Regions from separate parts of the Pan troglodytes genome. Here region 2 is linked to region 1. The links are chromatin contacts, called in public HiChIP or PLAC-seq maps. All regions are on one chromosome and are shown on one strand. Each heading gives the region's core, a stretch centred on a gene start, on an enhancer-like site or on the middle of the called end of the contact. The rest is flanking DNA. Distances are from core to core; before and after follow the strand shown.

Region 1 (4,087 bases), core at 745-3,244:
GAGATTGGAATTTAAACTTTTTTATATTCTTTTTCTTAATATAACAAGACATACACGGTAGGTGCTAGACAAATGTCTGTTGGCACAGCAGAGTAAGAAGAAAAAGGCAGAGATCTGGAAAATTTGGAGTGACTTAACCCAACCACTCCTTCCTCTTATACCAAGTCTAACCCTTAGTCTTTGTGTCAGTCAGGACTCTTATAAACAGCAGAAGCTAACTGGCAAATTGTTTCAAGTCCCCTGCCCCCAACAATTATAGAGATATCGGATAGCACACAGAATCAATGCAACGGCCAGCAAACAAGGGTCAGCAATCAGACAGGCACCTAGGGAAGCTGGGCAGCCAGTACCACAGTCAAGGTTGGGCACAGGACAGCCTGTGTAGGAGACTCCTGTCCCCTCCACCCTCCACAGTGATCCTCCTACTCTCGTCCCTCACCTGCGGCAGTAGCGCTGACACTTCCTCCTCCAGACACTAGAGGCCGCTGTTGGCCCCATCGCCTCCACCGCCGCCGCAGAAATGAATTCCTAAACCAGCCTTGCTATTCCGTGACTTGCTCCAGATTCAAAGTCCCAGTTGGAGCATCCGATTGGCGGAGCTCATGTCTTCTGCCTGCAACCCTAGAGCCGAGTCAGGGAGAGCAAGCATTGGGGCTTTGTGGCAAATGGTGGCCTGCTTTCCATTAGGGCCCTTGCGATGGGAATTCCCCAAATGTAGGCAGGAGGTTCTGACGGTGGGCGGCCAGGAAACCAGGACACTCACACCACCTTCTTCTCTCACGTCCGCCTCAAACCCTTCTCGTTGGCGAAGTATTCCTGGGTCCCCCAGCCTAAAGCACTTTTCTGGACTCACATAACCATTATTGCTTGAGCCAATCGCGATGCCAGCAGGACCGCAGTAACACCTAATTCGTACCATGTCTCATTTGACTTTCAAACAACCCTAGGCACTACCTATAATTAGTGAGAAAAAAAGAGTGCTCAGAGATTTTCCCAAGTCTCACAGTAATGCCAGGTTGTACTCTGTTTTCAAAGCCTCGGGTTTCCCAGGGGGCTACATTGATGGGCTGGTATCTTATCAAGTTCAAGCTCTGCAAAGGCAGGGCTTGGGCCACATTCTTCTTTATACGGCCTGGCAGCATCTTGAATGCAGAAAAATGCTCAGCTAATGCCTTTGGATTGGCCTGGATGGGATCAAGCAGGAGCCAGTTCTGGAAGGTTTCCTAACTCTCCAATGAGGCCTGAACCCAGGGAGCATTTTGAAGTGGAATAGGCCTACTCAGGATCAGTTTGGGAAGACTTGAACCTGGGGAATTCCGTTGTACGGCCCCCTTTACCTCACCTCCCCCAAATGTGTCAAAACTGTCAACAAGAGGTTTGCAGGTGTTCATTATTTATTCATCCCACGGGTAGTTTTGAACCCCTACGACTGCTCTAATAGACCAGTGAGAAAAAACACACAATTCCTGTCCTGTGAAATCGACATTCTAGTGGGGGAGGTGAATGGTAATAAAAAATAATCAAACCAATAAATGCTAATTTGTGGCTCTAACAAGCCTGATGAAGGAAATGCCACGAGATGCTGTAAAAGGCAGTTCTGACCTACTCAGGAAAGCCAGGGCAGCCTGCTGGGGGACCTGGGGCTGGAGCTGGGAGCTGAAGAAGGGGGAGGAGTTAGAACCGTGGTGGGGGGAGGGAGGGAAGAGTCTGAGTCCTCGAGGTGGGTGAGTAAGCAAGGATCATCGCTCATGTTTATAAGAAAGTGACAGAGGAACCTGGGGGCCGAGCGGCTTGTTTGTGGGCTGCCCCAGCCTCCGTGCGAGCGCGTCTCGCTTGGATGGAGGCGGGGCCGCAGTCTCCCAGGTCCCAGCTGGGGCTGACGTCGTCCTGGTGTGTGCCCAAAATAGCCGGCTCCACCCTCTTCTCCCGGCAGCCCCTGCAGGCCCCCACCCCCCCAGGGGACAGGCGGAGCCGGCCTTCTCCCGGTCTCTAGTAGTTTCCGCACCGCTGACGCATGCCTGCGCGCACAGCTGGGCCGGGCGCGTCCTACGCAGCAGCCGCGAGCCGGGCTGCGGGTGCCAGACGGTTCCCGGCGGGGGGCAGGGGCGGGGCGCCGCAGGAGGCCGGGACTCCTGGCGGAGGAGGTGCGGCCGGGGGCCCGGGTCAGGCTGGGGGCCCTGGATCGGACTGCTGGAGTTGGGGGGCCCCGATAGGGCTCCTGGGCCTGGGCGTCGAGATAGCTCTTGGCCCCGGCCTGCGGGGGCAGATAAGGCTGCCGGAGGGAGCTAGTCACCGGCCGCAAGCAGAGCCCGGTGTGCTCCGCTTCCAACTGGGAGCGCCTTCCGCCACCCGGGGAGGGGGACTGCTGCAGCCACAGGGTGGGGCTCTTGGTTCTTTCCGCCTGACTCCTTCTCTTCTGCAGCCCCAAGGAGGCCCGCCTGACGACTGACCAGTTGCCATGGCATCCTACTACGAGATCCTAGACGTGCCGCGAAGTGCGTCCGCTGATGACATCAAGAAGGCGTAAGTGCCTCCGTGTGCAACAGAAAACCTCTCACCCTCCACCCGCCACCACCATGGGGCACTTCAGAGTGACACCTGTAGGTGTCTGAGGGAACCAGGTCGTTAGAAAGCACTGGGGTGCTTCTTCCGAGTGACACCTGCAGGGAGGAAAGAGACCCCTGGTAGAGTACAAGGAGAACGTCCAGAGAGTGAAGTAGTTAGTTCCGCTGGGAGCTGCACTGTGTTATGGGTTGTTCTCCAGTTGATCTTCCCCTCCTCCTCCTCCTTTCCCCTCCCCTCCCCCTTCCCCCTAGATTTGGGCATTCTCAGGCTGCAGTGCAAAGATGCAGTGCAAAGAGGCTCTATGAGGAGGAGGGGCCGGTGTCCCTGTACTCTTCGAGGCCACATGTGCCCCAACCTTTGCAGCCCCAGTCCAGTGAGCCCTAGGGAGGGGCTAGGGACCCTGGCATTGTATCCGCTTGTACATGTGGTCCCAGCACTGGTGGCGGAGGAGAGAGGGTGGAACTTGATGGAAATATCACAGCAGCGGCAGCCCTAGCAGCTGGGGTGGACCGGGACCCGGGGGTGAAAGGACAGTGATAGGCTAGTGGGAAAACAGGTCGTTCGGTTCCTGGGTGGGAAGTGCCTGCATTTGTCCCCCGACTCTCTCCTCTGCACCCACTTTCTGCAGGTATCGGCGCAAGGCTCTCCAGTGGCACCCAGACAAAAACCCAGATAATAAAGAGTTTGCTGAGAAGAAATTTAAGGAGGTGGCCGAGGCATATGAAGTGCTGTCTGACAGTAAGGGCCGGGGTCAGGCAGGACCCAGCACATCACCCCCTACTTCATGCCCCAGCTCACATTTTCTTAAAGCAATGTCTCTGCCACCTAGTTTCCTCTGTGCCTTTTTCCAGCCTGACATTTAAGCTCCCCCCTCCCACAGGGACAGCTCAGTGTCTGCTCCCCAGAGTCTGGTAGGAGTGGCTGGCATGAGACCTGAAAGGGGAAGGAAGCAGGGCAGGTAACTCATGTGAGCTGAGCCTCCTGCGTGCCAGGCATTGGTGGGTGTCATCTCCATGAGTTCTCACAGCCGTCCTATGAGGCAGGTTCTATCACCCCTATTTTACAGGCAAGGAAACTGAGGCTGAGAGAGGTGAAGTAACTTGCTCAAGGCCACGCAGAGCTGGAATATGAATCCAGGTCTGCCTTTTTATTGATTCATTCGAAAAGTAATTCAGTGAATGGTGACAGTGTCCGGCACTCGCTGGGTGCTGGGGAAACTGGAGGACAAGCAGGCACTGTCTTTGCCCAGAGGGGCAGGGAAGACCAACACCTACCAGGCACACACACAGACACAGTTACAGCTTGTGAAGAGTATTCCGAGGGAAGAAACAGGGCAGGTGGAGTGCTAGGGAATAATGTGCACTTGCTTTAGTTCTGGTGGTTGTAGAAGGCCTCTCCGAGAAGGTGACATTTAGGCTAAGCCCTGGTGAATAATAATGTAGTAATCATTAGCTAACATTTTTTGAACACTTTCTATGTGTCAGGCACTGGTAGGCAGTTTACGTGGATGGTCTCATTTTAT
Region 2 (4,087 bases), core at 1,109-3,608, 260 kb after region 1:
CCTGTATCTCCAACATCCCTTTGCCTCTCAGAGGGATTTGAACATGACAAGGAGGTATCAGTGGGATAGCTTATCGTCCCACCTCGTGGTCACCAGTGCAGCCCACCCCGGTGGCATCGAGAATGCAGCGACCCAGCCACTCGTCAGGGCGCGCACTGACGATGTCGTTGCGGCAGCCTTCCAGGTGGGGGCGCAGTTGCTGCAGCAGCATGCGCGACAGCAGCACCCCAAAGCCTCCGTGGCAGTAGCGGCCGGGGGTGGGCTCTCCGCCGATGAAGTCCTGGGGCCGGCCCAGGTACAGGTGGGCGGCGGAGGCCAGGCTGAGGTGGCCAGTTAGGCGTGCCAGGCCGTGCGCCTCGGTGTAGGTGGTGTCAGGCACCAGGAAGAACCAGTCAAAGTCGTCGCCGTGCTGCTCCAGCAGGTGGCGCAGCGCCAGGTGCAGGTGTCCGATGGGTCGCTCCTCGCCCAGCGTCACCACTGCCATGCCAGGTGGGGCCCGGCGGCCCCGTGCGCCCGTCAGGAACACCACACGCTCCAGCCGGTGCCCCAGCGTGCGATTCACGGCCACGCCCAGCGTGGGCAGCGTGGCCTGAGAGGTCAGCACCGCCACCAGCAGCCTCTGCCTGATGCCCAGCTCCGTGCTGATGTAGCGGGTCCTAGGGGAGGAGATGGCACAAGCTTATCAAAAAGACAACGGGGCGGGGGGTGGGGGGAGTGGTCAGCACAGACCCTGGCAGGTCACATCTTCTCTGTATCTGTTTTCTCACCTATGAATAGGTTAAAAATAAACCCTCTCTCCCAGGGGTCATGAGGATTTAAACGAAATGGTCTTAAACAGGTAGTGCTTTGCATTTGGGAGATGGCAATACCCACCCAGATAGGAGAGAGATATTGTGGGTCTGACTCCGGGGTTCGCTACTTAGTAGTTATGTCCTTGAGCATGTTATTTAACCTGAGCCATCTGTAAAATGGGACTGATTATATCTGTTTAAAGCACCCAGCCAAACGCTGGACACACCATGTATCTACTCATTTCTATATAAATATGCCATTATGCCACAAATGCCTCACATAAATGATATAAAGAAACGTTTGGCATAGGGGTGTACTGAGTGTTTTTGCGGGGAGGGGCAAACTGCACTCAGGGGCTCTAGGAACTTACCTTTTGGTAAGGCAGAAGGTAAATTGCAGAACCAGCATTTGAACCCAATGTTACTTAGAAGTTATTTCAACTCATCAGCAGAGACATTAATGAGATAGGTACATTCCTCCCTCCCCCATCTCACCCTGAGGTGGCCCTTGTAACCCACTCAGGAACAAGAGATCCAGGTAAATCCTAGTTCTCTCCTTTCTCTTTCCCTGTCTCTATACACTCACCCTATATACAAATCATTTCTCTAACACCAGCAGCCCAGCCAGGGAGCTAGTAGGATCTCTGGGGTGCCATCGGGTCGAGCCAGTTTAGGACAGAGATTAGTAAGTTCAGCCCAGGCCGGGATAGGGCCCAGAGAAAGTCTCGGACTGGCCCCACGGCTCTCGGGAAGGCAGGGCCATCGGAAGTTATCGGGGCCCAAAGACTTCCTGGCTCGCCAGCCCCTTCCTTCCGGAGCCCGACCCGGGCCCGGGCGACTTCCCCGCGCGCTTCCCGGCCGCTGCCCAGGGGGTAGAGCGGGCGCAGCCGATCACTACCTGACGGCCTTTTTGGCGGCCTGGCCGGGCTGTGCGGGGTGGTAGGGCAAGACGCGCGGCTCCCAATTCTCCCCGGCGCCTTCGCCGGCCCCGGGCTTCTCGCGCTCCGCTCCGGGCTGCACCGAGTTGGGCCGGCGCGCCGCGTTGGTGTTGCCGCGCGGCGGCAGCTCAGAGTCTCCAGTTTGGGGCGGGCCTGGGCCACACGGCTCCTCCACCCAGGTGACGCTGAGCAGGCTCAAGGTGAAGCCCAGGGAGATGCCCACGGCCACGGGCCCTGCGGGCCGCAGCACCGACAGCAGCAGCGATGCCCGCATGGCGCCCGGACCGCGGGTCCCGGGCCCCGGCGAAGCCCCAGAGCAGCCAGAGGAGGCTCCGAGGGGGCGGGACCGGGGAGGGGGCGGATCCGGAGGGCTCGGGCCCCGCGGGCGGGCCCGCTCCCTCCCCGCAGAGCAGAGCCAGCGGCCCGAGCCGAATCCCCGGAGCCGCGCCTCGATTCCCCTCCAGCAGCTGCTCTGGGCTGCGCAGGGTTCTTGCGCTCGGCACTGGAGCCTCAGCCGCGGCCGCAGCTGTCCGACGTGTCACTGCAAGGGCCCCGCCCCCGGGGTGGGGTCTCGGGCTCTCGCTACCGGAGAGGGAGGAGAAGTGGGAGGTTAAAGGGGAAGGACCCCCGGAAGTGCCCCCTCCTCAGTGCGGGAGAGGGAGACGCCGGGGGCGGAGTCCCCTGCCTCCCGCGGCGTGGTTGGTGCGTCCCAGGTGACGTCAGAAGCAGCCCGCCCCTGCCTGGATGGTGCGCCGAGTGACGTCAGGAGCAGAGGCCGGAGCTGTCCATCAGCACCAAAGGCCGCGGGCGGGCTCAGGGCATGGGGCCGCGGTTCTGGGGCGGCCCGAGCCCCGGCTCCTGCGCCTTCCCCTTCCTCAGGCCCAGCCCGAGTTCCTGGACGTCGCGGGACTGGAGTGCCAGCCGGTGTTGGACGTGGAGCGGCGCCACCACCGCGCCGACACCATTCTCTCCGGCCCAGCAGCCCCCTTCCTCGCACGACGGACTTTCCCTGGACCCCAGTCAGTTGGAGCCTCTGGCGCCCCGCAACCCCGGCCCCTCGGGCCTCTGCACAGCCTCTTTCACTCAGAAGCTCAGGTCGCCTCCAGCCCAGGTAAATCTTGGACAATCCCATATTGAGCCGCCCACAGATGAATCTCTTGGCTGCCTCCTTCTCACTGGCAGCACTCTCCCTTCATCCCCCCTGACTCCCGTCCCTCTTTTAACTTCATCCCAGCCTCCACTAGCCAGGCACTTTTGTTTCCCTTTGTCTTTGCTCCCCACTCCAGAGATGCTTCCAGAGCTGCACAAATGTGGATACCACTCCTTTGTCCACTGTCCTTGCTGAGTTCTCCCAATCCCTCTCCCACCCCCATCCTGGTGGGGACCCAGGACTCCTCCGTGACCCCAACTTTCCCTCTGTCAGGTTAACTTGGGAGGGTGACTCCCTTCTATTCCCAGCACTATGCCGGGGACTGTGGCAACACTGCGGTTCCAGCTGCTGCCCCCTGAGCCAGATGATGCCTTCTGGGGTGCACCTTGTGAACAGCCCCTGGAGCGCAGGTACCAGGCACTGCCGGCCCTCGTCTGCATCATGTGCTGTTTGTTTGGAGTCGTCTACTGCTTCTTCGGTGAGATCCCCATCTCATCCCTCACCTGGGCTCCCCAGTGTTTCCCCGAGTTCTTTTTCTGGGCCCCCAAGTCTTCTCTGAATCCCTCTACCATCATGAATAATTCTTCCTTTTCTTTCATCCCACACATTTATAGATTGTCTAGACTCTAGATTATAGGAAAAACAGGTTTTTGGATTAGGCACACCTGAGTGTGAATTTACTTAGCTTTGCAGTTACTAATTGTGATGTCTTGGGCACATTAATCTGTCTGAGCCTCAGTTTTCTCATCTGAACAATGATCACAATATTTGTCTCATGTAGTGTTGTGAGAATTAGTAAGCATTCAATAAATTGTAGCTATTGTGGTGAGGATGTGTTTGGGTAACTGTGCTAGGTAGCCACTGAAAACACTTAGCAGGGTTATTACACATGGTCCCTTACCACAGGGCATACTGTCTGACAGGGAGGAGACTCCCTGGAGCATTTACACCCGGGATACATATTAGAGTGGGCTGGATGGTGGTCACACACATCCATCCAGCCTACAAGGCAGGCTCCGGTAATCAGAGCTGCTGTGAATACTTACACAGGACGGGTACTAAATAAGGGAGCTCAGCTGAGTGGGCAAGTGGGGGCTAAAGTCCAGCTCATGCTCTACCTGACAAACTCTGGGCCTTGGCACAAAGCTGCTTTGCCTAGAGAAAGGCACACCTTTTTCTAATATGCATAAAGGTGCCAGATGGGCTAG

What was found. HiChIP or PLAC-seq counts read pairs in DNA pulled down with a chosen protein or histone mark.
Region 2: a contact with region 1 is called in an H3K4me3 HiChIP or PLAC-seq map of stem cell-derived excitatory neurons, with 2.1 times the contacts expected there. The contact joins the promoter of TMEM198 here to the promoter of DNAJB2 in region 1.

What each region holds. Positions count from the first base shown.
Region 1 is chr13:121,538,704-121,542,790 of NHGRI_mPanTro3-v2.0_pri, forward strand. DNAJB2 (DnaJ heat shock protein family (Hsp40) member B2) reads left to right here and starts at 1,995. Exons shown (of 10, transcript NM_001280413.1): 1 at 1,995-2,144; 2 at 2,423-2,523; 3 at 3,194-3,303. The coding sequence starts at 2,459.
Region 2 is chr13:121,803,180-121,807,266 of NHGRI_mPanTro3-v2.0_pri, forward strand. TMEM198 (transmembrane protein 198) reads left to right here and starts at 2,359. Exons shown (of 5, transcript XM_009444387.4): 1 at 2,359-2,840; 2 at 3,188-3,357. The coding sequence starts at 3,192. CHPF (chondroitin polymerizing factor) reads right to left here and starts at 2,439. Exons shown (of 4, transcript XM_003309469.6): 1 at 1,690-2,439; 2 at 83-656. The coding sequence starts at 2,003.